6 separate regions of the Mus musculus genome follow, and regions 1, 2, 4, 5 and 6 are each linked to region 3. A link is a contact called in public ChIA-PET, capture Hi-C and promoter capture Hi-C data. All regions are on one chromosome and are shown on one strand. The core of a region is the stretch at or near the end of the contact, and the rest is flanking DNA. Distances in the headings are between cores, read along the strand shown.

Region 1 (4,219 bases), core at 1,234-3,733, 290 kb after region 3:
AGTACCCAAAATATACTCAACAAAACTTGAAATGGATCACTCGCATGTGTGTGTATGAATCTTATTTTAAAAAGAATTCTTTAAAATTTTTCATGTCAGATTGCCTGTCTTGAAAGCAACAGTAATTAGGCAATCGATACAGCTGCTGGGCCTCACCCATAGCAACTGAGACAAGTGCAGCAGAGGAGAGAAGGGAGAACAAAGGAGTAAGTGGACAGAAGCCAGAGAGCAAGACAAGATCAGCCATGTGACATCTGAGCACAGGCGTCAGGTTCAGGGCAGATGGGCTGTGGGTGCCTGAGGAACAGGCAGAGTTCAGGGCAGCATGTGCTTCAGAAACCTCTGTCAGTAACACTAGGAAGGACAGGCTGGAACAGGAAAACATTAGTGAAGACTTAAACGCAAACATGTTTTGAGAGCAGTAGCTTCTGGCACATGAATCGGGACTACAGTAAATTCAATGGACTTAGAGGCCTTGTGCCCGTGATTCAGCTTTAAGTTCTCCAGGCTCTGTCCTTCCAGCACTCTCCACACGTGCACGCACTCTCCACACGTGCACGCGCTCTCCGGCCTCCACACATGCCTCTTCTCTGCACTGCTGTCATTCTCGTCTAGTCTCCGTGATGCAAGCAAGCATCAGTCAGTCCATCACTGCACTTCTGAATGACAGTTCACTCGCACTCCATTTCCACTAACATTCCCATCCTACTTCAGACTTCTGGTCCTCTGGGATCCTGAAGCATCCTAGAATATCTCAACAATAAAACTTACTATAGATGTCACAGTTTTCCAACACAATATAAATTTCTTAGCAAGAATCATGTCTTAAACATCAAAGCCTTCAGACATAAAAGCATATGGCAGTAAACCCACTCACAAGGCAGGACTACCTACCAGAGAATAAGGTAGAGCAGTTGTTAGTAAGATGGTGTTTAATAAAAGGGGAAAGGTTACTATGGGGGCTGGAGAGATGGTTCAGTTGCTAAGAGCACTTTTTGCTCTTGCAGAGGACCCAGCTTCGATTCCCAGGACCCTCATGGTGGCTCACAAGCATCTATAATCCCAGCTCCAGGCCACCCAACAGGCACACATGTGTTATATGTGCATTCATGCAGCTAAAACATGCCTATACATAAATTATAAAAAAGTAACCTAAGCAAAACAAAAAGTCTATTTATTCTACGGCATTAGAATGGTTCAAATGTGTAACACATGGTCTGGAACAATAAAAAGCACAAAATGATAAAGAACACAGCTCAGTGATACTCATATTTACTATAGTTAATGACCTCTCTCTGACAGAATGAGCAGAGAATCGGGTAGCATGCATTATACTGTGCAACGGTAGACAGCACAGGGTCTAATGGCCTCTGCATTATAACAAATACCACCTTTCTAGAAGGGAATAGAGATAGGGTTCCAGGAAGATAAAATAACAAAAAAAAAGAAAAACATATGGAGCTGGAGAGATGGCTCAGCGGTTAAGAGCGCTGACTGCTCTTCCAAAAGACCTGAGTTCAGTTCCCAGCTCCCACATGGCAGCTCACAACTGTTTATAACTCCAGCTCCTGGGGATCCAGCCTCACAGCCATAGAAGGATGCAAATCACCAATGCACATAAAATAAATCAATCTTAATTTTAAAAAAGAGAAAAATATATCTGCCTAAAATAACAGGGTCAAAACTGATATAAAAGGAGCAAACTATGTTGGTAGGAAAACATTACGTCATATGTAATCTAAAAGTAAAATTTCATAGTGTCACATTCTTTAAGTGAGTTCAATGGATCTACAAATATAAACTGTACTCAAAAGTTGTGTGTGGCAATAGAGGGCTTAGTAACAAGAAGGCCTTATCCCAGAGGCTACAAGGAAGACAACAGACAAGGGGCCGTGGCAGAAGGATGACTGGGGGTGGGAAACCCTTGCAAAGAGCACAGCTCTGGGCACACAGGAGAGATGGTTCAGGTGAAAGGTAGAAGGAATGAACCCTTTTGAAGGCTCTCCCTAACTTAGCTATTAGGAGGAATATTGTTAGCAAAAGAAGTAGTTCCATCCCGACTTATAAATGTAGTAAGTATAGTGACTTTGTGGCTGGGCCTGCTTGCTTTCTTCCTCCCTTCTTCCCTCCCTCCCTCCCTCCCTCCCTTCTTCTTCTCCTTTTCTTTTTAATACAGGGTCTATGTAGCTCTTGGCTGGCCAGGAATTCACTATGTTGCTAGGCTGGCCTGAACTCAGAGAAAGCTCTGCCCACCAAGTGCTGGGATTAAGGATGGCTGAAGACAAACATTCCAGATATTTGGCAATTCATTTATAGAACACCAAGCACTCCATCTGAATGTCCCACTGGAATGAGTCCCCAGACTCAACGACTGAAGTGCTACAAGCAAGGACTAGTAAGTGGGCATGCTGACTATCCCGTAGCACAGCCTGTACAAATCATCCAGTTCACAGCTAGCCTGCGGCTCTCAAGGGGGCGGAGGTATCCTGAACTTGGTCTGATTTGCCCAACCCCCGTCTTGGCTTCCCTCTGTGCCTCTCTCCTTGGATCTGTATCGTATTGCTCCAGCTCACACAATCAGCCAAACCAGTGTCAAGTCAAGAAATCCAAGTGGTCATTTACCAGATGCTGGTTGACTCGCTGTAGCCCACTACAGCATGGCAGCCTAAGGCTTTAGCATGTGACTTTATCTCTTGTCTGATTTCTGCCCACCATGCATCTCGAGTTTCTGGTTCATCTGAAAAATAAAGTTTAAGTCAGTTGACTACTTGACAGCATGTTACACATTAGCAGGAAATATCTGCAGGAAGCTTGCCTCTGGGAGCTGAAGTGCTGCCCCACACTGTACACTTCCTGCTTTATTAGAATGCTGACTTCATACAAGAATCAGGGTTCAGTACTGAAACTGTATTGCTAGGACAGACCACTCTGCTATACTAGCGCTACCATGTCAAGGGAAGTGCACACATTTAGCATAATGGCTTATGTTTTAGTCGCTATAACCTAAAACGGAAACCTCAACTTCCCAGATTCCTACCTTGTTTATTTGTTTGACTAATCTTGGGGACAGGATTTCCTCGAGCTGAGTCTATGTGGCTAAGGATGACTGTGACCTGATCCTTCTGCCTTCAGTTCTGAATGCTAGTTTACTGAAGTGAGATGTCGTCGCACCGTGCTCAGATTCGAAACAGAGAGGACAAACTATGTTTCATCTCAAAGACTGAATACATTATGTATCCGATCCATAAATTGAATTTAAATACTGATTTTGTATTCTGTCACCTATCTTTATAATTACTACATTCTGAGTTCTTCCCAAGGTAAGGATCCATCAATATTTATTATGACATTAGAACCTTTGTCATACTTTAATAAATATATAAGTTCCAGGGCATAGTAACAGGGTATAAAAGGACTAGCCATAGTAACAGGGTATAAAAGGACTAGCCATAGTAACAGGGTATAAAAGGACTAGCCACAGTAACAGGGTATAAAAGGACTAGCCACAGTAACAGGGTATAAAAGGACTAGCCATAGTAACAGGGTATAAAAGGACTAGCCATAGTAACAGGGTATAAAAGGACTAGCCATAGTAACAGGGTATAAAAGGACTAGCCATAGTAACAGGGTATAAAAGAACTAGCCACAGTAACAGGGTATAAAAGGACTAGCCAATCTAAAAAGAAGGAAAAATGGGAGAGGCAGAAAAAGAAAAAATACATTTAAAGGGTTAACACAAATAATTTGGTTAATATAGAAGGGCAAATTTCAAACACAAAATTATAAACTCTATACATGGCCTATAACTTCAAAGGGTGGCTTATGGGCATGGTACCCATGCCTGAAGTCCTGGGTATGTGAAAAACTGGCCCATGAGTTTTTAATCAGAGCCTGGTCATCAACTTGGAACTTGGAACTTGGGTTCCTGTCTCACTGTAACAAAGACTGTTTAGGGGCTAGAGCTGAGCTAAATGGCACGGCCACACGTAGAGGCACTGGGTTCATCCCAGTGTTTGGCAATAACAGTGCTCAGGACTGCAGACCTGTTGGGGTCATGAGCATCCTTGTAAGGGGGCAGCATGAATGAAGGAGTGGCCACACACCTCTCAATCACCTGCACTGAGCGAGTGAACAGCACTCCAAGGGAGACTAACTCTTCATGGGCAAAGGTGTTAGAAGCAAGACTGGTCTGTTACTTGCTTCTTTTGTGCTCAGTGTG
Region 2 (4,250 bases), core at 1,184-3,683, 340 kb after region 3:
CCAAATGGGACATAGCAAGTCATATTGTGGAGTTACTGGCAGGGAAGTAAACATAACAGCTTAGAGGGTAGGTATGGTGTAAAGTGCTGATTAAGGCTTATTATAAATATAAAGGTTGTATGTCTTATCTTAGAACTGAACGATCAAAGGTGGGATAAAAAGCCCCAATTGAGATTAAATAGTTTCTACAGCAGCTTGTTTTAGAAAACCAGATGGCCAGTAGCACTGAAGATCTGCAATGACAAAGCTCAGAACTACACAACTGTCTTCCCATGGGAAATTCTTACCCACGGGAGACATCCCATTCCGTAGTCCACACCAATCTTCTCACCATCTACCTCACTTGATCATTTCCCCAAATGTGGCTCTGACTACTCCCCTTCCCGTCACTAAAAGACATCACCTGCATGCTCCTACACTCCTGTAACACACCAGCCTCCTCCAGCTTCTCCTCTGCCTCCTCACCCTTTTACACAGACACAGGCTACAGGCTCTCAGGAGCTAATGTCTCTCATCCAACAGGCGTTGCTTGACACTGACCTCACAACCTAAAAATGGTGATCTTTACCACTTTCTAGTGCATTTTTTTATGGCACCCATAACAATTTTTTCCTAATTTGCATTATCTACTTCGTAAATTCTGTACTTTTAAAATGTCTTAGTCACCAAAACAAAAGTTCCTTAAAATCAGAAACCAAATTCACCTTGTTCATCATTATACATACATCAACTAAACCAGAATAGCACAGGGCCTAGCAAACAACCATCATTCAAAAATAACATTCAGCACCTTGTCTAGAGAGGTGGGAAAGTTATAATAGAAGAGACTGCTGCTAGGCTGTGGAGATTTACAAGGTAGATCATCGAAGCACATTATTTCTGCCCCTAGGAATCCACTGCCTAACCTGTAAGATGAGGATATGGCTCCTAGTTAGCTTTGCTGTAAAAACTAAGGATTCAAAAGTACAAAACACAAATATCTCAATAATGAAGCTCAATACATATTAGATATTAATATCAGCTGTGTGGATTACTCTCCAGGCTGCCTGAAAGGCAGTACAACTTCAGTTATCATTAGATCTCTGTTGACATCTGGCCCAGGAGCAAACTGCTTTGGGTTTTGTTTTTTGTTTTTTGTTTTTTTTTTTGGGGGGGGGGGGTTAGTTTGGTTTGTGTTTGTTTGTTTCAATAAAAGATGAAGTTGAACTCAACAAATGCCATAAAAATAAATAAAATAAAAAATACAGTGAATTGCAGTTAATTAGGTTCTGGAACGTTTAAGAATATATTGAGTATAAGTATACTGTCATATGTCTTTGAACCCTAAGCATTAATAGCCCAAATGATTATTGCTCTAATGGTCTGCCTCATTATGTCAACTTTTATTACAATTTCTCCTTGGCTTCTTTCAGGTTGTGAGTTATTAACTTCCGGACAGTAGGCCTGTGCTAATTTGCATGACTTTTAAACTAATCATTAGACTTAAAGAGCAATTTTGCAATTGAAACCCATGGCACTTAATTGACTTCCTACCTCGAGGCAATAAATTACCCTGAAACAGCTCACCTCCCTACCAGTCTACACAAGGGCAGCTTTAGTGCTGCTGTTGTGTGTGACTTGCACTGATGATTCAGACGGTGTTGGGGTACGGGTTGGATGTAGTCGCACCGTGGGGCTGTGGGTGTCCCCAGAGGGCTGGCTGCGTGGACTTGCTGCAGCAATGGCCCTTAACCTCCTAACCGCAAACGAGGTCGTGGCGAGCGTCTCCGCTGCCACGCCTCGGACCGGCAGGTGGTCGGACCGACGCCCTGACCGCGAGCTTGGCAGCGGGACGTGTCCAGGACCGATGGCCACATCTCACGGGCTGGGGGCGGGCGGGCATCCCTCCACGGAGCCGGGGACCGCGGGAAGGGCAGGGCTCGGCGCCCCGTGCTCTGGGGGGCAGGACCAGGAACCAACCTCCACGAAGGCATCCGTCAGGTCACTGGCACGGTCCATCACCGGCAAATGGCGACCGGCCACAATTTTCACCTTCAGCTTCCCCGGCATCACGGCGGCTTCGGCCTCTCCTAGGATTCCTGCAGAAACAAACAAGCGAGTCTGCGCCGAGCGAGCGAGCGAGCGCGAGCCCGGGGGGGGGGGGCGCGGGGGCGCGCGGAGAGGCGTCGGGAGCGCGCGCCAACTGACAGCGGAGGGCGCGCGCGCCGCACTCACGCTCTGAGCAGGAACCGAGTCGTCCCGCGCGGCCACCGAGGCCTCATTCCGGAGAAGCAGCCGGAGGAAGGGCGCCGGCCAGCCGTGCTGCCCTACCCCTGACGTGCTGCAGAGAGCCGCCAAGTCCAGTCAGCATCCCGCAAAGCAGGCACCGCGCCCACCCACCTTTCTCCTCCCACCTTCCAAAAATGGCGGCTCGAGGGGCGGGAGCGATCGATCTCTCGGTGCTCTGCCCTGCGGCGGGGCCGATTTGAATTCGCGGGGCCATGGGAGAGGGGCGGGGCTGAGCTGGAGAGCAGGGGAACCGGTCGAGCCCTGCATCATCTACCCAGCCTCGGGTCGGTTAGGTGCAGGAGCCGTGCTGAGGACACGCTCCAGCGCTCTGGGCACCCGGCGCTGGTGACAACCCAGCCGCGCTTCATTTTGTTGGCCCTTGGACAGACTGCTGCTGCCAAGCATACTAGAGGAGTCTACTTTTAGTGTTTCCTGAGACGGCCACCAGGAAGGGGTACTGATGCGAGTAGTGGTTTTCTATGAATTTCAGTAAGAATCCTCTGGTTAGAGTCAGGTGTGGGGACGCACACCTGTCAACCCAGAACTTGGAAAGTGGAGGCAGGAGGATTGCATCGAGTTCTTAGCCAGCCTGGGCAACAGACGAAAAGTTTGGCTCAAAAAAGAAAAAAAAAAAAAAAAAAAAAAAAAAAAAAAAAAAAAAAAGGAAAAGGGACAAAAAATTACACACACGCATCTCAGCTAGTGAAAATAAATATTATTTCTTCAAAGACTTATTTCAGTCACAGGCAATTGTACTGTGTACTGGGTTATAGATGGCACTTCACACTTCCTTATGTCAGTGTGAACTTTGTGTGTCAGTGTGAACTTTCTTTTTTGAGGCAACATCTTGCCTGCTGGCCTCTCCTTGGTATGCAGCCCAGGCTGGCTTTGAATGTGGCAGTCTTCCTGGTGTATTGTCACAAGTGCTAAGGTGATGGGTTTGTGCCTGCACATCCAGCTCTCTAAGTATTAAGCATTCACACGCCTAAAGGAAAGGTCTACAGTGCTGGCTAAAAGTCAGCAAGAAACGAACCTCCAGCGGTACATGTAGTCAGTGTGAGAAATGAGCCCGAAGAAGACCTCACTAGGTCTCTGTAAATTGACCCCACTCTAGATACATCATGAGCCTGTCAAAGTGGGGTATTAGATACTGCTTCAGACTATCAGAAAATGATTGGGGTTGAAGCCCACACACAGGATGGAACAAGAGCACTTCCTACACTATGGCAAACCCAGCATTGGCAATACACTCTGTAGTAAATACTGAAATCAACACTGAAAATGCCAGTGGGAAAAAAATCACAGCACTGAATTTATCAGGAATGGAAAATTCCTAAATGAAGATATCAGCATGGTCTTTTTAACTTCAAAAATACTAAAACAGGATAGAAAAATTACTTGAAGTGGTAATGAACCAGAAACGCCCTTTCAAAAAGAGTCCTCCTGAGAAAGGAATTTTGCCCATGGGCAAAACTGAATTCTTCCAAAGAAAATGTCCTGCTCAAAAGAAGAAAAAGAATAAGTAAAAGATACATTGTTGCATACTGTTTGGACTAGAGAAATTTCCATCCTTGTCAGTAACAATAAGATCACAATCTCACATAATTTCCTTGGACCCACCTGTAGCTTTTTCCTAAGCACCTAAACTATCCTTGCTGAATTCAAGGGTCTACTACAAATCAGTCCATGTTCTTTACATTGTTTTCCCCTTCACTGAACCATTTTATTTAATAAACCATTTTTTAATGAAATCTATATCTAAGATTGTTCTCTCTGCATCTTCTCAACTGTTCCTCATCCTGCTTGGCGGTAGTCTTTGCAGTTTTTGGTCTGATGATAAACTCCTTGCTGAGGTAAATGCCCACACGGACATGTGGGCCGCTGGCCTTTTCTGCTGTCAATTGTGGATGACATTTCCTGTAAACCTGGACTGTCTTGCCAATCAGCTGACCTTTTAAGTGTCCTCACACAACCTGAACTTC
Region 3 (4,368 bases), core at 928-3,427:
TAAAAACCATAGATCACTGAGACACTCTGTTCCACTCGCAGGATCTTTCTGTCCCATGCAATGATCTCTGTGCTCTGCCCACACAATAAGATTGTGGCAGTTCGAGAAATGGACAGAGTGCTATCTGGGGCATTCTGTTATTTCTGGCTTCCTCCTAGATCACAGACTCCTACACACTTAAAAAGAACAGTAGCGCCCAGCTCTGTGGCTAGGATCAGCCAGAGCCCAGCTAGTGAGCATGGACACAAACAACAGTGTGATCTTCTTGTAAATAGCGCATCTCTCTTCCCAGCCTCCCGTCCCTGACATGGGGACAAAGGAACAAGGGTAGCTCCTGCTGACTTGGCACTGTGGGAAATGGGACCAGCAGCTGTCTTCAGCTCAAGGCTAAATCAACAAAGAGCCTCCTTCTCCTTCAGGCTTTGAGTTTGAATTAGCTCCGTATGACAACAATGTTTCCACCCAGTGCTGTTCCAGACTTTGTGTCTCTAAGGCTGATAGGCAAAGAACAGTAGAATCCAACTTGGATCCACTTTAGAAAGGACTTGGTGAAAGTGTCCAGTACTGTCAATATTAGCTCCCTTCTTGGTTGAAAGGGGACAGTGTCTCTCCTCTCTGTATATCTTGGGTTGGCTTTCTTCAGAGTGAGTGTAGACCCCCTGGCTCTTCCAGAATACCAAATCTCTCCACCCCTTTACTCCCAGGCTTCAGACTTACACAGTCTTTTAACATCCAAAAACTCAACAAGAGAAGGATCTTTTGTTCTCACAGGAGTCTGGAAAGACTTGTAGCTGTGTTCAGGAAGATAGGACATTTCAAGGGCCAAGATTGTCACACACTGTTACTATGAAAAGAATGTGTGTTTACACCCCACCCGCACCTGGGGAGAGGCAGTGGGTTCTCAAAGGAATATATTTTATCAGACAACTTTTTAAAAGTTTTTTTTTTTTTTTAGAAGGGAACAGGTGTGCACTACACTGGAAGGGATTAATAAAGCTGACACACCAGCAGAAGGTAACACTGTTGGCTGAATTAGCAGGGAATGCCAAGCCCATGGGAGGGGGACGATGGCTTAAAATGTTGAGTTCGAGGCACCTGTAGGACATTAAAATGGGGCAATTTCTTGGAGAGGGAGATGAATCAGGAGCATAGGAAGATTGATGTTTAATATAAAAGCATTAAATCATAAAATAGATCCATGCTATAGTATGGACTAAGAAGTTTCCAAGTGGGGAGGGTCTTCAGTTCATTCATTCATTCATTCCTTGGGAGTGGCAGCTCAGCCAGATTGCCTCAAGTTCCAGGCCACCCTGAGCTATGTCATGAGTTCCTGGCTAATCTGAACTATATAGTGAGTTCAAGGCTAGCTCCAGTCAGAGAGCAAAGCAGAGGATGATGATAACTGTAAGAAAAGAGGATGATGATAACTGTAAGAAAAGTGAGGTAGAGAAGATAGACCTTGATCCCCACAGGTTGAGACTGATTTATTGCAACAGCGAGGGGCCCCAAGCTTTCTGCTGTTGCAGGTTGAGCCCATTTACAGACATTCTCTCTCTCTCTCTCTCTCTCTCTCTCTCTCTCTCTCTCTCTCTCTCTCTCTCTGTGTGTCTCTCTCTGTCTCTCTCTCTCTCTGTCTCTCTCTCTCTCTCTGTCTCTCTCTCTGTCTCTGTCTCTCTTTCTGTCTGCCTCTCTCTGCCTCTCTCTCTGTCTGCCTCTCTCTCTCTCTCTCCCTCTCTCTCTCTCTCTCTCTCATACTGTTTGAGAGCCCAAAATATTGTTTGTGAAACAATTAGGCTGGGACTAAGCAATTCTTTATGGCTAGGGGCTGTTGCCCAGTAAACCCGACTCAGCTTCTCATGACCTGAAGTTACCTAGTATGTTGATGGGGAGTGGTTGGAGAGGGAAAAAAAAGGGAAGAAGGAAGAAATGGAGGAAGGTGTAAGGGGAGGAAGAAATGGGAAAACGGAAAGAGGCTGGAGAGGAGGAGATGAGTGGAGGAGGACTAATTCTCATTTATTTTAGAAATCTCCAGACATTATTGAACACTGCACAAAGCGCCATTCAACTAGAGGCTCCTCTGAGCTCACCTGGCCGGCCCCACTGCAGGGTGACGGCGCGGGGAACTACAACTCCCAGCGTGCCCCGGGGCTGGCGGAGCCGTGGGCGTGGCCTACAGCTGCCACAGCAGGCGGGCGGTACCGAGTGGAGTCGGCGGGGCCGAGCTCCCGGATGTGGAGACGTTGGAGCGGCGGCGTGGGAGGAAGATGGACGCGCTGGAGAAGGGGGCCGCCACGTCGGGGCCCGCCCCGCGTGGACGGCCGTCCCGGGGCCGGCCCCCGAAGCTGCAGCGCAGCCGGGGCGCGGGGCGCGGCCTAGAGAAGCCGCCGCACCTGGCAGCGCTGGTGCTGGCCCGCGGCGGCAGCAAAGGCATCCCACTGAAGAACATCAAGCGCCTGGCGGGGGTTCCGCTCATTGGCTGGGTCCTGCGCGCCGCCCTGGATGCGGGGGTCTTCCAGAGGTGCGCATGTGCGGGAGCCGGGCCCGGGTCGGGGGTCGGGGGTCGGGGTCCCCAGGCCTGACCCTGGGTCGCCCCTGCTTGATGGGCGCCTGTCACCTCTGGGCTGCGCAGACTGCCGGGTGCTGCAAGGCCCGGGAGGCAGCAGGTGCATGAATGGAGTCGAGTTGGGGCTCCCCAGCTTAGAGAGTCTTCCCTCACCTTTGAGAAAAAAATATTCTCTGGCTGTGAGGCTGTGAGTCAGCACAAAGAGGAAATGGTCCCTACGTGTGTACGAGGTATGACTGTTTTATGGGTGTGAATGGGTTTAGCCTACCTCTTGAACTTTGGCCTCACTAAAGGCAGTTTTTATCTCTGCATCCTCTCGGCCTCCACCGGATTGATCAGGAGTTACAAGTTGATGCCATTCATCAAAGGAGGGAGATAAAAATCCTTTGCCAACAAGGAATTTAAATGCCCGTGCTAGCTGCATCCAAATTCTGCTTGAATTTATTGCTACCTTTTGATGATTTGGCTTTTAAGATGATTGATTCAGAAGGCTATTGATTTCCCCATATTATGAAGGCAGATTTTTTTTTTCACCCAACTGACATTGTTTAAAGATGGGATAGCAAAAGATATAAATGTATGAGTTTTCTTTGTGTTTTGACTCAAAGGAAGCTCTGGGTGGAGCTAAAGAAACAGCTGGCTTCTGAAAATAACACGTAATAGGAAGTGTGCTGAGGAGAGATAGGGGAGTATCGTGAATTTGGTTCAGCTCAGTAAACATTTCTTGAGCCCCACTTTTTTCCATACACACGCAAGGAGATAGCAAGACGGTCCGTGCACAGTTCTATCCCTTACGGAGCTCTCGATTGGTTTTTGTTTGGTTTTGTGTTTTTAAACCTCTCAGAATGCAGACTGCAAAGGAGTGAGAAGTTAATTATGTATAGGCCACAGGGACAAAGTAACATCTATGAAGGGAAAAGAGTTTGAAGTCATACTGACCATAGATTGAGAACAAAATTATTGTTCATGACTCTCAGGTCCCATGTCAGGAAATGACTTTCAGAGTGGATTCAGAAAGGGTACTGGTAGAACTGGAGAAATGGCCCGGCGCTTGAGAGCACGTACTGGTTTTCCAAAGGACCCAAGTTCAGCTCTCAGCACCATTGTTGGATAGCTCACAACTGCCTGAAACTCCGCACCAGGAGATTGGATATCCTTTTCTGGTCTCCACAGGCCCTTGGTCTCACGTGGACATATTCACACTATACAATCTTTTAAGGGGAGTGGGAGGGTAATTGATAGAGGCGATGGCTCTGGACAGAATGCTTGCCATGTAAGTCTGAGGAACTAAGATCTCATTCCCTGAGCCCACATAAAATCCAAGTGAGAGTCTAGTGCATCTGCAATTACAGCAGGACAGGAGAATCTGGAAACTCAGGGGACAGTCAGCTTGGTGTACCCAGTGAACAACGAAAGAGAGACCCTGTCACAAACAAGGTGACATGTGAGGACCAGTGCCTGAGGTTGCTCTCTGACCTCCACACATGTACCAAGGCACTCATGCATGTAGTCACACAAACGCCCACCACATATGCACAGGTAAGTCTTTATGTCCCGTAATTAGGCTTAAGAACAAAAGATGAATCTTTTATTCAGCACGTGCTGTCTATTACTATGGGACTGGGTATTGCTGTCTTGAGCCAAGGGTTAGAGCAGCAGCAGGAGCCAGCTATGTAGAACCATTGACAGGCGCAGCCCCATGCCCCCTCTGGAGCCATGGACACTGATAGGAAGAGTAAGGCTTGTTGGGCACAAGCCTCGAATCAAAGGTGACACCCCTGTTCCATCTCTTCAGAGGTGATGCT
Region 4 (4,120 bases), core at 1,458-3,957, 340 kb before region 3:
CCCTTTGGTGTAACATTTTATCTAGGAGGTAATTTTATGAAGAACTTGTGTCTAAGGAGGTATAAAAAGGCTGAGAGAAAAAAATAAAGTGTGGCTTTTGGGGCTCTGCTCCATCCACCAAATGTATATAAGTACATATGTAATGTACATATATATATGTATCTGTCTATATGTATATACTCCAGAGAGCAAGGAGAAGTGCTCTATGATGTGTGTGGGCCAGTCCACTTGCTTTGTCCCAGCATTTCTCACTTAGTATCTGTCTTGAAAATCTGCTCCCAGTGCTAAGATGGCATGTGCACTTGTGAAATGTTTGAAACGGATTGATCAGGCCCACCCAGAGTATGGCGGGGGGGAGGGGGGATTGACTGACTTTCTTCTTTCATTCTTTTCTTTCTCTCTGGCTCTCAAAGAGTTAATGGACTCTGAGCCTCTTGCCTGGTGAGGGAGGGGGCTCTGGAGCCAGAGAGAAAAGAGCCCAAGTAACTAAGCTTTTTTTTCTTAATCTCCTGCTGCTATCAGGAGTTAAATTGCCAGAAGCCAGAGGCTTTGGCTCCAGAATAACAAAGAGTGAAACTGCCAAAAGTAAGCAGCTTTGGCCCTGGTTACCATTGCCAATGCCATACTCCCTTTTGCTGCCTTCCTCAGGGAACTGGATCCTTGGCTAGCCTCTGGCAGTTATCAGCAGACAATGACAAATCGAACTGATCTAAACAAAAAGACTCACTGAGGAGGTCTTCACACCCCAGCACTGATTCTACCACTAACATTGCCAGCATTGCTCTAGAAAGCTAGATCTGTCTTCAGCCAGGCTGTACCAGGGGCTCTACCTGAAGACTCCATCAAACACAAAACATGCTAAGGAAGCCTGGGAGGTGCAACAATCTACAAGGTAGGAAGACCTGTGTCATCTGCACAAAAGAAGGAAACTCCACCACCCAATAACATCGTAATTCCACAAATCACAGCTCACACTACCCAGATTCATCATTTCCTCCCCTCAAAACGTGACTTTTTGCCGGCAGCTGTCGATGCTTGTTTTGACTTCCTCATATTTTATTTGAAATTTAGCCCACTCCAGTCTTGCCTCTTAACTTCAGACAGCAACATACTTCTAAGCCTCACATCTTGTATGGGCACACACACACACACACACACACACACACAAAACACTATGTGTGAAGTTAGAGGACAATTTACAGGAGTCAGTTTTCTCCTTCCACCACATGAGGCTCAGGTACAAAACTCAAGTTATTAATTAGGCTCAGCAGCCAGCACCTTTACCTGCCAGGCTGTGTCACCAGTCCCTTGGGCTCTCAACATCGCTGACCTGAAATGACTCCTTTGTTTCTGATCACTCTGCTGTTCATCGCCTCTTTTCTTGGACCTTTACTGTGCAGCTTCTGTATGTTTGCTTCCATAGCTCTGCCCATTCCTCTTAGGGATGCTTCACACATGCCCAATCTTTCCTCCACTTTTAAATTCTTAGAATTCTTGCAGTTCTTACAGTGGGTCACTTCAATGTTTAGAAAGGGAAAGACTAAGCTAACTGCCTCTTTGCTGGGCTCCTAAGTCTGGCATTTCCAGTCACCTGGCTTATGTTTCTACTTGCCTGTCGAATACACATTTTTCTTTCTGTGCGTTCATAATTTGGTTTCTTAGGAAGTCTCTGTGGTTCCTCTAAACTGTTTCATTTACCCACGCTTGAGCCAAAACTCTAAGTAACATCCTTGGCTGACTTATTTTCTCCTACCTACTCTCATGTCTGTCTTACCTGCTAGTCCTGTTTTCCACATCCAGTCATTTCTATCTCTCCATTCCTCCCACTCCTGGTCCAACCTTCCACCTCAGCCTTTTGCTTGAGACCATTTGAATATGTGCTAGCCAGTTCCAAGTGCCCTTCCTTGTGATGCCACCACCCCTACTCCACACAGTATTACTGCCTTCCTCTGCTTCAAATAAACCAAGCTATTTGCTGTTTCTGCTCTCTCTCTCTCTCTCTCTGTGTGTGTGTGTGTGTGTGTGTGTGTGGTGTGTCTGTCTGTCTGCCTGTCTGTAACTTGTAACTGGTATACTAATTTCAAATTCCCTGGAATCTTCTTTTTCAAATCTCCCTCTAAAATAACCCAGCACTGCCCTGTCATGTCATCTTGGCTGCCTTTACTTACTAACCTAAGCATGGTGCCAGTAGCGTAGAGAGAGTCCTCCCCTAACTAAAAGATTAGCTTGAGACCAAGAGGTAGGAGGTAGCCATTCAACACATATTTGTTAAATCACTGACTAGATGGACACTTGAGTAGATGAATGACTGGTGTCAAGTTCCTCTGAGGCTCGCTAACCTTTTGGTGTTCACAGGGGTGATTCATCTCCGCCCACAGTTACATTTGTTTCATTCATAATGGTGAAATGCATTGGGCAGCTAACAGGAAAAACAAAGGTGACGGTGCTGATACAGTCAGAATGTCTCCTGGCTGGTGTGGTCAGTTCCCAAACAAATGATATCCGCTCATCAATCATTGTCCTATTTCTGCCAATTAGACCTCCCCAGAGGAGTCATCAGGTCCGCTCAGTTCTGAAGATTGACAAGCTACCCTCGTGGTCTCCTCTCCTCTGTGCAGACTCCAACACTAGGAGTTTTTAAAGCCCGGGGGTTGTAACAAGTTTAGAAGACTGGAAGGTAGGGCGAGAGATTGTGGGGCTCTGGACAGGGTCGGAACATGAAGGTAAGCAGCAGATGTGTGCACCCGATATCTTTCCAGCTGTTCTATAAACTGTCTACCTTTCTATCTAGGTTATATGTACTGAGCATTGTAGTGACTGGACATTTGAAGAATAGTGCCTTTAAATAGTGCAACCTGATTTTGCTGAATAGAACTTATCCACCAATTCTTTATTTGGGTGAAGTTATGAAAATCATATCTTTCTAATTTTTAAAGTTACTCTTTATGGATTAACTAGAAGGTGGGATCATATACTGAGTGAAGTAAGGGGCCTACTGTCCTCTCTGAAGAGGAAGCAAAACGAAAACAAACAAACAAAAAACAAACAAAAAAACAAATGCAGCCACACTCCGTCCGATGAGGCTGTGTTTGGTCGATGTGTCTTGTAGGGGCCCAGCGTCCTGGCAGTGACAGCCGTGGTCCTTCTCCTGGTGCTGTCTGCGCTGGAAAACTCCAGCGGTGCTCCACAGGTAATGCAGAGAACACAAACCCCGGGTTCGGACTAGGCAGCCTCTGTTTTTGCTTTTTCCACCCGCTGCATTGTAATAACGATTCTTCTCTCCTCCCTGCACTGCAGCGACTCTCTGAGAAGAGGAACTGGACTCCCCAAGCTATGCTCTATCTGAAGGGTGCACGTGAGTTCCATACTCCTTATTCTCCTCACGGAGGGTGATGGGAGACATCCGGGGACTCCTAAGAGACAGGGTCACAGCCGGCTCCAGTAAATAATTAGGATTTCAGACAATCCAGAAACCATAGGAGTGGGCAGGTGGGACAAAAATACTCTGATGGCCAGAAACCCTCCCCCAAAGAGGTGTTTGGGGTCACTACTGTGACCTGGCACTCTCGAAGCTGAGGCAGGAGAAATGCTAGCTTGGGCTACCTAGTGGGCTCCAGGTCAAACTAAGATCCTGTCAGGGAAAAAAGGAAAAAGGAGGAGGGAGGAAATAAGAAAGAGCTGGAGAAGGGTTCAAGAAAGGCGAAATAAAGGAAAGGGGGGAGGGAAAAGTGGGGGATAAGAAGGAAGGAGAGGAGGGAGAAGGGGAGGGAATGAAGGAAAGCTGGCTGATTGAATTTAGAGAACTAATGATTGAACAAAGAAGGTGCCTGGTAGAGGAGCATAGAATGGCAAAAGAAGTTAGGAAGGGAGAGAGGAAGGGAAGGGGTGGAAGGAAAGAGAGAGGCACGCGCGAATCCCACTGGGGCTGCTCTCCGAATCGAGGTCGCATCCCTGGCGGGAACCCGCGATCTCCCTGATCCTGGGGTCTAGCTGTCTGCCTCAGTCCTCCTCGTGTCCCACCCCTCCCCCTTCCCACCCCCCGCAGAGGGCCGCCGCTTCCTCTCCGACCAGAGCCGTAGGAAGGAGCTTGCAGACCGGCCGCCTCCAGGTGAGCGAGCGC
Region 5 (4,171 bases), core at 1,587-4,086, 310 kb after region 3:
GCAGTCACAGAATCAAACAAGCTGCAGAAGGAGGCACACCTTTGATGGGGTTCACTGTGTCTCACCTTTGTTCTCTCCCAAGTGCTGGTGCAAAATGAACACACAAAATAAAATTCTCTAAGTGCTTCAAGCTTCCAAAGCAGACATAAAAAAGCTTGGAGCTCTGTCCGAAGCCCAGGACAGGACACATGGAACCATGCACCGCGTCAGCAGGAAAGAGCATGAGTCTCACAGTACAAGGTCAGAAAATGCCAGCAACAATTGTTAAAAGCTCAAATAAAACTCAAGAGAACAAGATAGAAAAGCTTCTAGCACAGACCAGGCTCTCGCACGTTTAGAAACATACCCGCCTTCTACAGAACCTATGAGGCGATCCTCCCTTTGCAAGGATGGTTATAAAGAGAGAGAGAGAAATCATCCAAAAACCAGACGCAGTTTCCCACCAACAAATTAAATAAACATTATACATGATCATTAAATAAACATATCATAGCAGGGCAGTGGTGGCCCACGCCTTTTATCCCAGTACTCGGGAGGCAGAGGCAGGCGGATTTCTGAGTTTGAGGCCAGCCTGGTCTACAGAGTGAGTTTCAGGACAGCCAGGGCTATACAGAGAAACCCTGCCTCAAAAAAAAAAAAAAAAACAAAAAACAAAAAACAAAAAAAAAAAACCCCACAAAACCAAAACCCAAACCCATATTATGCTAGACAGTCACGCTTAACTTTAATCTACTAAGAACAGAATCTGTGTCTGGTATCTAATAAACAGGCCAGTGACAAAAAGTAACGTCAAGAGGTAAGTGTCAGCATATTATAGCGCCGATTTAAGAGAGCATTACTGAGATGGTTTTCTGCAAAAAGACTAATCATTTTCTTCTCTATATTGTACCTTTAATGAGAACTAGAAATGATTTCAGTATTCAATGGATATTTTCAGAAGAAATATTTTAAATCAAAGACTGGAAAAATTAAAATTCAATTTAAGTATTTTAAATTAAAAAGCTCCACAAAACAGAAAAGTTAAGAAATTTTCCTAAGTAAAAAAGTAAATATTGGTGAAAAAATTACTCTGATATCTTAAATACATTTGAACTTTAAAAGTACAACATTATAGATAATGATCAAAAACCCTTTTCAGAACCTTTTAAGCAGCCAGGAAGGAGCGCAGGCGTACAAAACCACAGAGACAGAGAAGGAATAGAAAGTGTTCTCTTACCCGCTGTTCCAACGCCGACTGCGTCTGTTGCCGTAAAAGGGCTTTAAAGGGCCCCCCTTCTTTTCCAGCACTCCCACTGCCCATTCCTACAGGACAGCAGCACGTAAGGAACAAGCACATAAGTAGACACCGGCAAGCTCAAGTGCACTCATCTTCACAGACAGTGTCAAATACAGAAACTCAGCCACATGTTTAACCTATTTTGCTATGGTAAGTAGCACATGCATTTTACTCTACTATATTAAAACTTTCTTTAAAGTAAGATATCAAAGTTATGGTCACAGCTAGTTTTACAATCAATTTATTCTAATAAAAATATTAAAATAAGGCAACAATTCTTTGATAATATTCAATATTTATAAGTTGATAATTTTAATAAAATAACCAAAAGAATAACTGACTATGCTAACAACTTAAACACATCAAAATATCTGGTAAAATATGGGAAGAAACACACTAACTGCTCAGGTCAAAACTACAGGAAGCTAACGGGCCAATCAGCCTTCAGAATGAAGCTTATTCTCTGCTCATGCTCTCCTCTGAACATGGGATGTGCTCATTAACAAAAATCAACACACATGTGTAAGCACATCACAAATGTACATAGTCATGGATGAAAGAATTCTATTTCCTCACCCTTAGATGTATTTTAAGGCTAATATTACATTTTCCCTAGCATTTGTTGTCGTCATTGTTTTGATAGTAACACAAGGACAAGTATGGCCCACGATCTATGGAGATGGGATGGCTCACACTGGCTCTCAAAGCTAAAGATGCATCCGGTCAAGTTCACTGCAGTGCCTTAGGGAGGAGTTAATCCATGTTTACATTTTTAGCTGTTCTTGGATAAGGAAACAAGGGTTAGCATGTGTGTAGTCCCATTCTGATCTCTGAAAACAAAAGTTTTTCTTACAGTAATCTTAAGGTTTTTAGAGACTACACAATGCTAACTGGAAACAAAACTAAGATCTTTATATGAAGCATATTTAAAATCACAAAATAAAAGGTAAGTTTGCAGTGATAAATAAAGTACCAGAAAACATAGCAGAATAACTTGATTAATGGAATGGAAAGAAAACAAGTGTATAATAAAAGAATAGCACCAAAATGAGACTTAAACTGGTTCAAACAGAATAATTTTCTCATGTAGCCTTCTGGTTTAGCAACAGGATGGCACAGGTCGGATGTGGATGGAGCAGGTATGGAGAGAGGGGAACAGAGCATCTACAAGGACACTGAGTGAGACCTCGGTCCTGAGAGTGACAGCAAACATCCACAGCCACATCCTGACACATAATCTTTGTTAAACAGAAAACTCAGTGACTACTGATAATAGCCATCAAGTAAGCGTCAGTGACATATGTGTGGTTCTGATTAACTGTCAGTGAAATCACTCACACACATAAAGCACACAGTCATTCTCTATGGCATAAAATAACATGTTTTCAGAGATGATTTAAAACAAAGGGATTATTTAAAAAAAAGCTGACATAATGTGATCCTACCAGAAGCAGCCAGGAACAGCTCTTCACTGAAAGAAACACTTTTCCTCAGAACGGGGCTGACAAGGCTAGAGTGATGAGGGGTAAGGCTAGATTCCGAGAGGAGGCGGGACTTAAGGTGAAAGGAACCACAAGAGAGGGGGGTGGAGCTGGGACACAGGTAGATCCCCGGCCCCTGTGGGTAAGGTGCTGTGGAGGAAAGTAGCAAAGATGTAGGTTCAGAAGATGATCAGAAATGCAGGAGAAGGAACGCAGTGAGAGCAAACATAACAATCAAATGGATTCAAATGCAGACAAACCCACACTGAGTGAGCCAGAGCTCAGGTACCCACCCACCCGCCAGAGCCCTAGCCAACATGCAAACCAAGGACACCTTCAAAATGAACAAAGCCCTTCAAACTCTGCAAGCACTGAAAAACTTTAAATCATTAGCAAGACTTTATGCATTCCATCACTTTTGACTGACTTCTTCAAATACTTAAATTGCCCACCAATTGATTTTGGTTGGTTGGCTGGCTGACTGTATTTAAGAACTTGTATGGCTGAAAACCACCACTCTCCGTATGGTAAGAAACTTGTGGCTTCAATCCAAAACACTGATTTAAAGTAGTAAATTTTGGTACCTTAAAATGTTACTAGCTATGATACTGCATATATTTGTGCTAATGGGATACTCATTTAAAAAATAATCATAGAGTAATGTATTATGAATTCCAAGCTAGGTTTTTACTCTCCAGTTTTGATGTATACATTAATCCTTTCATCTTACCTCTAAAATGTCTCATACTTTAATGTGATCATATCACTATTTACAGATATTTGCACATAAAGGTCAAATACCCTGTGTATTGTAAGAAATATATACAGCCACCCTGCCTAAGAAAGTAAAATCTACCCAAATCAAGTGTGTAAATCTCTGCTATATACCTATTACAGCATTCAAAAATTCCACTCCTATTAGTTGAGAAATTGGGGAAAACATTTTTAAAATCTCATTTTTTAAAATGTTATAAATTAGATTCTAATAAAGTAAAAAAAAATTAAGAAAACTAACCCAAAAAATGCATTATAAACAGAAAAATAACTTTCTCAGACCACCCTTTATTCTGCTCTATTTCTGACGTCTCGGTTTATAAATAGTAAGTCAATCATAATCGACTTGTACTGCTTCTCAGAAGCCGGACAGAGACAGGAAAGGATGCTCACTGAGTCTCAGCTTACGAGGTAACAAAACTGAGAGGTGGCAAGCCCCTCCAGACCGCGCAAAGGTGGCGAGGGTCTCAACAAGCTACTAAGGTGGGAAAACAAAACAAAACAATCAGAGTCAGCTTACAGGTATATAAATGAGGTTTTAAGAACCAGTACTACAGAAGTCCTTGCTAGCACATCTGATGCCAGTCAGAAAGCTTCCATTGCTGATGCCTGTACAATCTTTAGGTTTGTCCTTTTGTAA
Region 6 (4,452 bases), core at 555-3,054, 280 kb before region 3:
GCACACGTGTGGGTACATGTTCCCGTGGGTGCATGTGTGAGAGCATGTGCACACACACATATAGGCCAGAGGTCACCAAAGTCCTGTTGACTTTGCTTTGTGAGACAGGGTCTCTCACTTGCCTGGAGTTTACCCATCCTGCTGGGCTGGCTGGCCAGTCAGCCTCTGGGGCCCTCCTGCCTCCACCTCCACAGCCCTGGGACAACAGGCATCTGCAGCCACACCCAGGTTCTTCACTTGAGTTTCAGGGCTGGAACTCGGGTCCTTATGCCTGCCAGAGGAGCATTTTACTGACAGAATTATCTTCCCAGACTCAGCAATTATAATTCCAACTCTGACATTATGCTGACCCTCAACATGTGCAAGGAAGAAATAGAATCTTCATTCATTCTCAGCTCCCATCTTCAATTTGTAAAGGTTGTATCATTTACCCTCTCCCCTCATCTCTCTGACAGGCTTTGTATGATCTTGCAGAATTCAGGAAATCTATTCACCTGTTAATATTCCCTTGAGATTTTTAAAACAAGCATAATGGCACACACTTTTTAATCCCAGCACTTGAATCTGTAATTTTCCAGGCCAACCATAACTAAACTGTGAGTTCATGTGTCAACATCCTAAAACTGGAAGATAAATCTCTAAGAGTTGATTTTCACATAGCCTTATAAATACCTCTATTAGAAAAATCACTTAGGTTGCCTCATCCATCTTTCATTTTCAAAAGCACATTTTCTATATATGCATAGCATTGGAGAAAGATTCATTTTAATATTTCTCAGTAGAACACAATTTAAATGAAACTCTAACTTCAATCTTATCTTGAATTCTTAGAAGCATTAAACACTAATAGCATGAAGAGGTAACATTTCTGATTAGTCCTGACCACATATAGCTTTTCCTCTAAGAAAAGAATTTCTTAATTTGCTTCTTATTTATAAGGAAAATGCTCAGACAAAACAATAACTTGCCCCTTGGTCTTGCAAACTTTATATGCCCCAGTATAGGGGAACACCAGGGCCAAGAAGTGGGAGTGGGTGGGTAGGGGAGAGGGGTGGGGGGAGGGTATAGGGGACTTTCGGGATAACATTTGAAATGTAAATGAAGAAAATACCTAATACAAAATTAGAAAAAGTTTTAAAAAATTCCTACTTGGCCATGACATTCATTTACATTTCTAACATTAACAAGCCTATTCAGCCACTCACTACCCTTTTGGATTCTCTCCCTCTTCACCCCACATATAAGTTTATGTTTTCATTGCCTGTTGGAAAGAGTTTTATGACCTACAGACACCTTCAGAGCCAATGCTGCCCCATCACCACTGGAGTCCCCTATGTCTCTGGCCCACCATGGCCAGTGTTGCAAGTAGTACAAACCTTTGTTGGTCACCTCCCAAGAAACTTCAAAAAGCAGTAAGTCTTCCACAGGGAGTCTTTCAGCTTCCCACACAGGGAGCCCACCAAGGGATGTCACCGACAAGGAGCGGCCTCTGAGCATTCTTCTTCCAGCTGTGTGGTGCCGTTTGGGACCTGATTCAGCTGACTGCAGTCAGCACTGAGAAAAAGCAGCAGCCTTGGGATAGCCTCTACAGGGTGAGCCAGCAATCTGAGGTCACATGAACCCAGCGCAGCTGGATGAAGCGTGCCCAGCTCCTTGCTGCCTTTCAGGAGAGGGCAGTGCCTCACAGTTATAATCCACACAGACACCCAAAAACAAAAAAAACAAGACAAAACAAAACAAAAAATCGCAGCTGAAACCTGACTATTCACAGCAGGGCAGGTAGCCAGAGGACAGACTGAGCATGACAAGAGTCCAGTCCTTTGGCCTTTGGCCTTTAGACCAAACTCCTACACTCTCTGGATGCTTATTTTGTCATTGGCAGAAGCACAAGCAGGAGTTTCCCTCAGACACAAGCAGTTTTCCACAGACTGCACGGTGGTGCCTAGAGTCTACCCCAGCCTGTGCCTAGCTGTGCTCTTCCCTCTGCCTCTCCTTATCTAGAACTCTGAGTTTTATTCCCACTTATTTTATTCTAAATGTACAAGCTGGATTGTGGTGAGAGGCCAGATCTCGATTCTCCTTAAATGCTGTACTTTTTTGGTATACAAAGGCATAAACCACGGTGTCTTTCTGCATAGCACATAAAGAATGTGTCATTTTGGTTGATTGGTTGATTGTCAATCCCTATCTTAATGGCTAAAGAGAAATGAATTTTAGTTCCGTTCATGGATTTTAAATGTCAAGTATTATGGGATTGATAGTATTTCATAATTCAGTGCTCAGGAAAGTATTGAAATATGGGGGAAAGTTGCAGAAGAGGTTAGGATCTGAACTTTCACCATAATGATGATTACATCATCAGTAAAGGCCGTGCACCGCCTTTTCTGTATTTGTCAGTGTACAACTATGTATGTGCTTGTGTGTTTGCCCATACAGACAAACACCACCTTCCACACTCTAATATTCCCAAAAGACAACTACAAGCATGCTTGATTTTTAACCATGTTCTTTACAAGTTTAGCTTGCTATCAACATGCCTACATTAATAGGCCTTTTTTTTTTCTTTCAGAAAATGATAATTGTCCCAAGTATTCTTCTTGTTTGAATTTTAAGAATTCGGGCCAGCGAGAGGGTGCAGCAGGTGAAGAGCTTGCGGCCAAGCCTGATGACCTGGATTTGATCCTGGGACCCACATGACAGAAATAGATAGCCAGCTCCTGCATGTCATCATCTGACCTTCATGCATGTGTGGTGGTACACATAAGCAGTCACACACATACCACCTGCAAAAGAAATGCAATAGAGGAGCTGGGCGTGGTGGCGCACACCTTTAATCCCAGCACTCGGGAGGCAGTGGCAGGAGGATTTCTGAGTTTGAGGCCAGCCTGGTTTACAAAGTGAGTTCCAGGACAGCCAGGGCTACACAGAGAAACCCTGTCTCAAAAAACAAACAAACAACAACAACAAAACAAACAAACAAACAAAACAAAAAGAAAAGAAAAAAAAGAAATACAATAGAAAAATTTAAAAATAGAATTTTTAAAATTCTCACAAAAACTAAATTGTTAATACAGTATAGAAAATTTTATTAGTTTTTTTTAGCAACATCATTCAGCAGTAACTTAAGCCTGTCTTAATGACTCAAGGTGAATAGAGTCATATTTTATCATGTAGTATAAGCCTATGGAAATGAAGTAGAATATGTTTGTCTTCTGGGACTCAGTGACATTAAAAAATTCTTTTTTTAAAAAAAATTTATTTATTTATTATATGTAAGTACACTGTAGCTGTCTTCAGACACTCCAGAAGAGGGAATCAGATCTCGGATGGTTGTGAGCCACCATGTGGTTGCCGGGATTTGAACTCCGGACCTTCGGAAGAGCAGTCAGGTGCTCTTACCCATTGAGCCATCTCACCAGCCCCAACATTAAAAAATTCTTATCCTTACCTATGAACATGTATATAATTACATACTGTATATTTACTTGTTTGAAGTTTGACAGAAAAGCTTATATGGCTAACATTAAAAATCAAGTCAAAGGGCTGGTGAGTTGGTTTAGTGGGTGATGGATCTCGCAGCAAGCCAGATGACTTGAGTTTGATCCGTAGAATTTACGAAAGGGAGGGGAGGAGAGAACTGAACACACAAAGTGTCCTCTGACCTTCAGATGTATGCTGTGTCCTGCATACCCACATTCTGCTACACACACGCACACACAACACAATAATAATAATAAATAATAATAATAATACAAAATACTTTTTGAGAAAATCAAGTACTACGATAGTATAAATGTGTGCCTATGTGCGGAATGCTCAACATGGCTGTCTCTTTGAAGAAATTGTGAGTATTGACTTAACCTCTGAAGGTTCATGGCTGTCTCTTTGAAGAAGTTGTGTGTATTGACTTAACCCCTGAAGGTTCTGCAAACCCCAGTAAAACTGAACAGAAGGTCGTGATGACGAGGAGTGTCAGAGGAGGCAGGCCTTAGGTTTGCTGCGGTCTCAGCAATTGCAGACTGGCTCGTCCAGCACTGAAAGGGTTGCAGAGAGTTAACTCACACAGCTACCTGCTAAGACCAAGTGCTCAGTTGTGAATCAGTCTCTGGTGGGGTTCAGTCCCATCAGCCACTTGGCAGTTATGTGAACTTCTGCAGTGTCTTCTAAGTTCCTGAACCTATCCAACTGATACAGAATAATTCCCAGGGATGTCAAAGTGCTCCACATAGGAATAAGGTTTCAAAAGAAGTTAGGGAATGGTTTGTAGAAGAGTCTTAACGAATACTCAGCCTTGGTTACAAAGTGTCTATAAAGATCTACTCAAACTTTCCCCCAGGGCAGTGGTTACCATTGAAGGGTGATGAAGTGAGAGGAAACTCTTTTTTTAAAAATTATTTTGAATATAGTACTATGAATATTTAATTACATAATACTTAAAGAGATGACCTTAGA

What was found. Promoter capture Hi-C pulls out the DNA fragments that hold promoters and counts their contacts. ChIA-PET counts read pairs in DNA pulled down with a chosen protein or histone mark. Capture Hi-C pulls out chosen DNA fragments and counts their contacts.
Region 1: a promoter capture Hi-C map of the C10 cell line shows a contact between it and region 3. The contact joins the enhancer-like site here to the promoter of Cmas in region 3. A contact is called at or near these places in 5 of 39 promoter capture datasets (the C10 cell line, the HPC-7 cell line, embryonic stem cells and 1 more), 1 of 484 Hi-C or Micro-C datasets (nephron progenitors), 2 of 115 datasets of contacts at active chromatin or transcription factors (embryonic stem cells and forebrain) and 3 of 9 other capture datasets (adipose tissue, embryonic stem cells and liver).
Region 2: an RNA polymerase II ChIA-PET map of effector CD8 T cells shows a contact between it and region 3, with 29 read pairs. The contact joins the promoter of C2cd5 here to the promoter of Cmas in region 3. A contact is called at or near these places in 3 of 39 promoter capture datasets (the HPC-7 cell line, liver and macrophages), 4 of 484 Hi-C or Micro-C datasets (CD4 T cells, CD8 T cells and embryonic stem cells), 6 of 115 datasets of contacts at active chromatin or transcription factors (double positive thymocytes, effector CD8 T cells and embryonic stem cells) and 2 of 9 other capture datasets (adipose tissue and embryonic stem cells).
Region 4: a contact with region 3 is called in a capture Hi-C map of embryonic stem cells, with 4 times the contacts expected there. The contact joins the promoter of Spx here to the promoter of Cmas in region 3. A contact is called at or near these places in 7 of 39 promoter capture datasets (the 3T3-L1 cell line, cranial neural crest, embryonic stem cells and 4 more), 1 of 484 Hi-C or Micro-C datasets (large pre-B cells) and 2 of 9 other capture datasets (adipose tissue and embryonic stem cells).
Region 5: a promoter capture Hi-C map of the HPC-7 cell line shows a contact between it and region 3. The contact joins the enhancer-like site here to the promoter of Cmas in region 3. A contact is called at or near these places in 5 of 39 promoter capture datasets (the HPC-7 cell line, HPC-7-derived erythroid cells, embryonic stem cells and 2 more), 1 of 484 Hi-C or Micro-C datasets (CD4 T cells), 2 of 115 datasets of contacts at active chromatin or transcription factors (embryonic stem cells and forebrain) and 2 of 9 other capture datasets (adipose tissue and liver).
Region 6: a promoter capture Hi-C map of liver shows a contact between it and region 3. The contact joins the promoter of Gys2 here to the promoter of Cmas in region 3. A contact is called at or near these places in 3 of 39 promoter capture datasets (the 3T3-L1 cell line, cranial neural crest and liver), 2 of 484 Hi-C or Micro-C datasets (the HL-1 cell line and liver), 1 of 115 datasets of contacts at active chromatin or transcription factors (embryonic stem cells) and 3 of 9 other capture datasets (adipose tissue, liver and pancreatic islet).

The regions. Positions count from the first base shown.
Region 1 is chr6:143,047,503-143,051,721 of GRCm38.p6, forward strand. It overlaps C2cd5 (C2 calcium-dependent domain containing 5), which reads right to left. Exons shown (of 29, transcript NM_001362113.1): 13 at 2,623-2,737. Among named protein-coding and RNA genes, the nearest start is that of C2cd5, 51 kb to the right of the region's middle. Within about 2 kb of position 2,484, at least 17 of the 459 cell types and tissues checked have an H3K27ac peak or open chromatin away from gene starts, as enhancers often do. A contact at or near this core is called in the HPC-7 cell line and adipose tissue, where this site is marked.
Region 2 is chr6:143,097,719-143,101,968 of GRCm38.p6, forward strand. It overlaps C2cd5 (C2 calcium-dependent domain containing 5), which reads right to left and starts at 2,434. Exons shown (of 29, transcript NM_001362113.1): 1 at 2,215-2,434; 2 at 1,960-2,078. The coding sequence starts at 2,049.
Region 3 is chr6:142,754,509-142,758,876 of GRCm38.p6, forward strand. Cmas (cytidine monophospho-N-acetylneuraminic acid synthetase) reads left to right here and starts at 2,178. Exons shown (of 8, transcript NM_009908.2): 1 at 2,178-2,518. The coding sequence starts at 2,265. It overlaps LOC115490443 (a long non-coding RNA gene), which reads left to right and starts at 2,800. Exons shown (of 2, transcript XR_003956544.1): 1 at 2,800-4,102; 2 at 4,359-4,368.
Region 4 is chr6:142,410,724-142,414,843 of GRCm38.p6, forward strand. It overlaps Spx (spexin hormone), which reads left to right and starts at 2,708. Exons shown (of 6, transcript NM_001242345.1): 1 at 2,708-2,723; 2 at 3,110-3,190; 3 at 3,298-3,355; 4 at 4,046-4,108. The coding sequence starts at 2,718. It also overlaps a transcript of Golt1b not described here.
Region 5 is chr6:143,065,840-143,070,010 of GRCm38.p6, forward strand. It overlaps C2cd5 (C2 calcium-dependent domain containing 5), which reads right to left. Exons shown (of 29, transcript NM_001362113.1): 9 at 1,217-1,302; 10 at 347-379. Among named protein-coding and RNA genes, the nearest start is that of C2cd5, 32 kb to the right of the region's middle. Within about 2 kb of position 2,837, at least 39 of the 459 cell types and tissues checked have an H3K27ac peak or open chromatin away from gene starts, as enhancers often do. A contact at or near this core is called in the HPC-7 cell line and embryonic stem cells, where this site is marked.
Region 6 is chr6:142,471,305-142,475,756 of GRCm38.p6, forward strand. Gys2 (glycogen synthase 2) reads right to left here and starts at 1,805. Exons shown (of 17, transcript NM_145572.2): 1 at 1,377-1,805. The coding sequence starts at 1,497.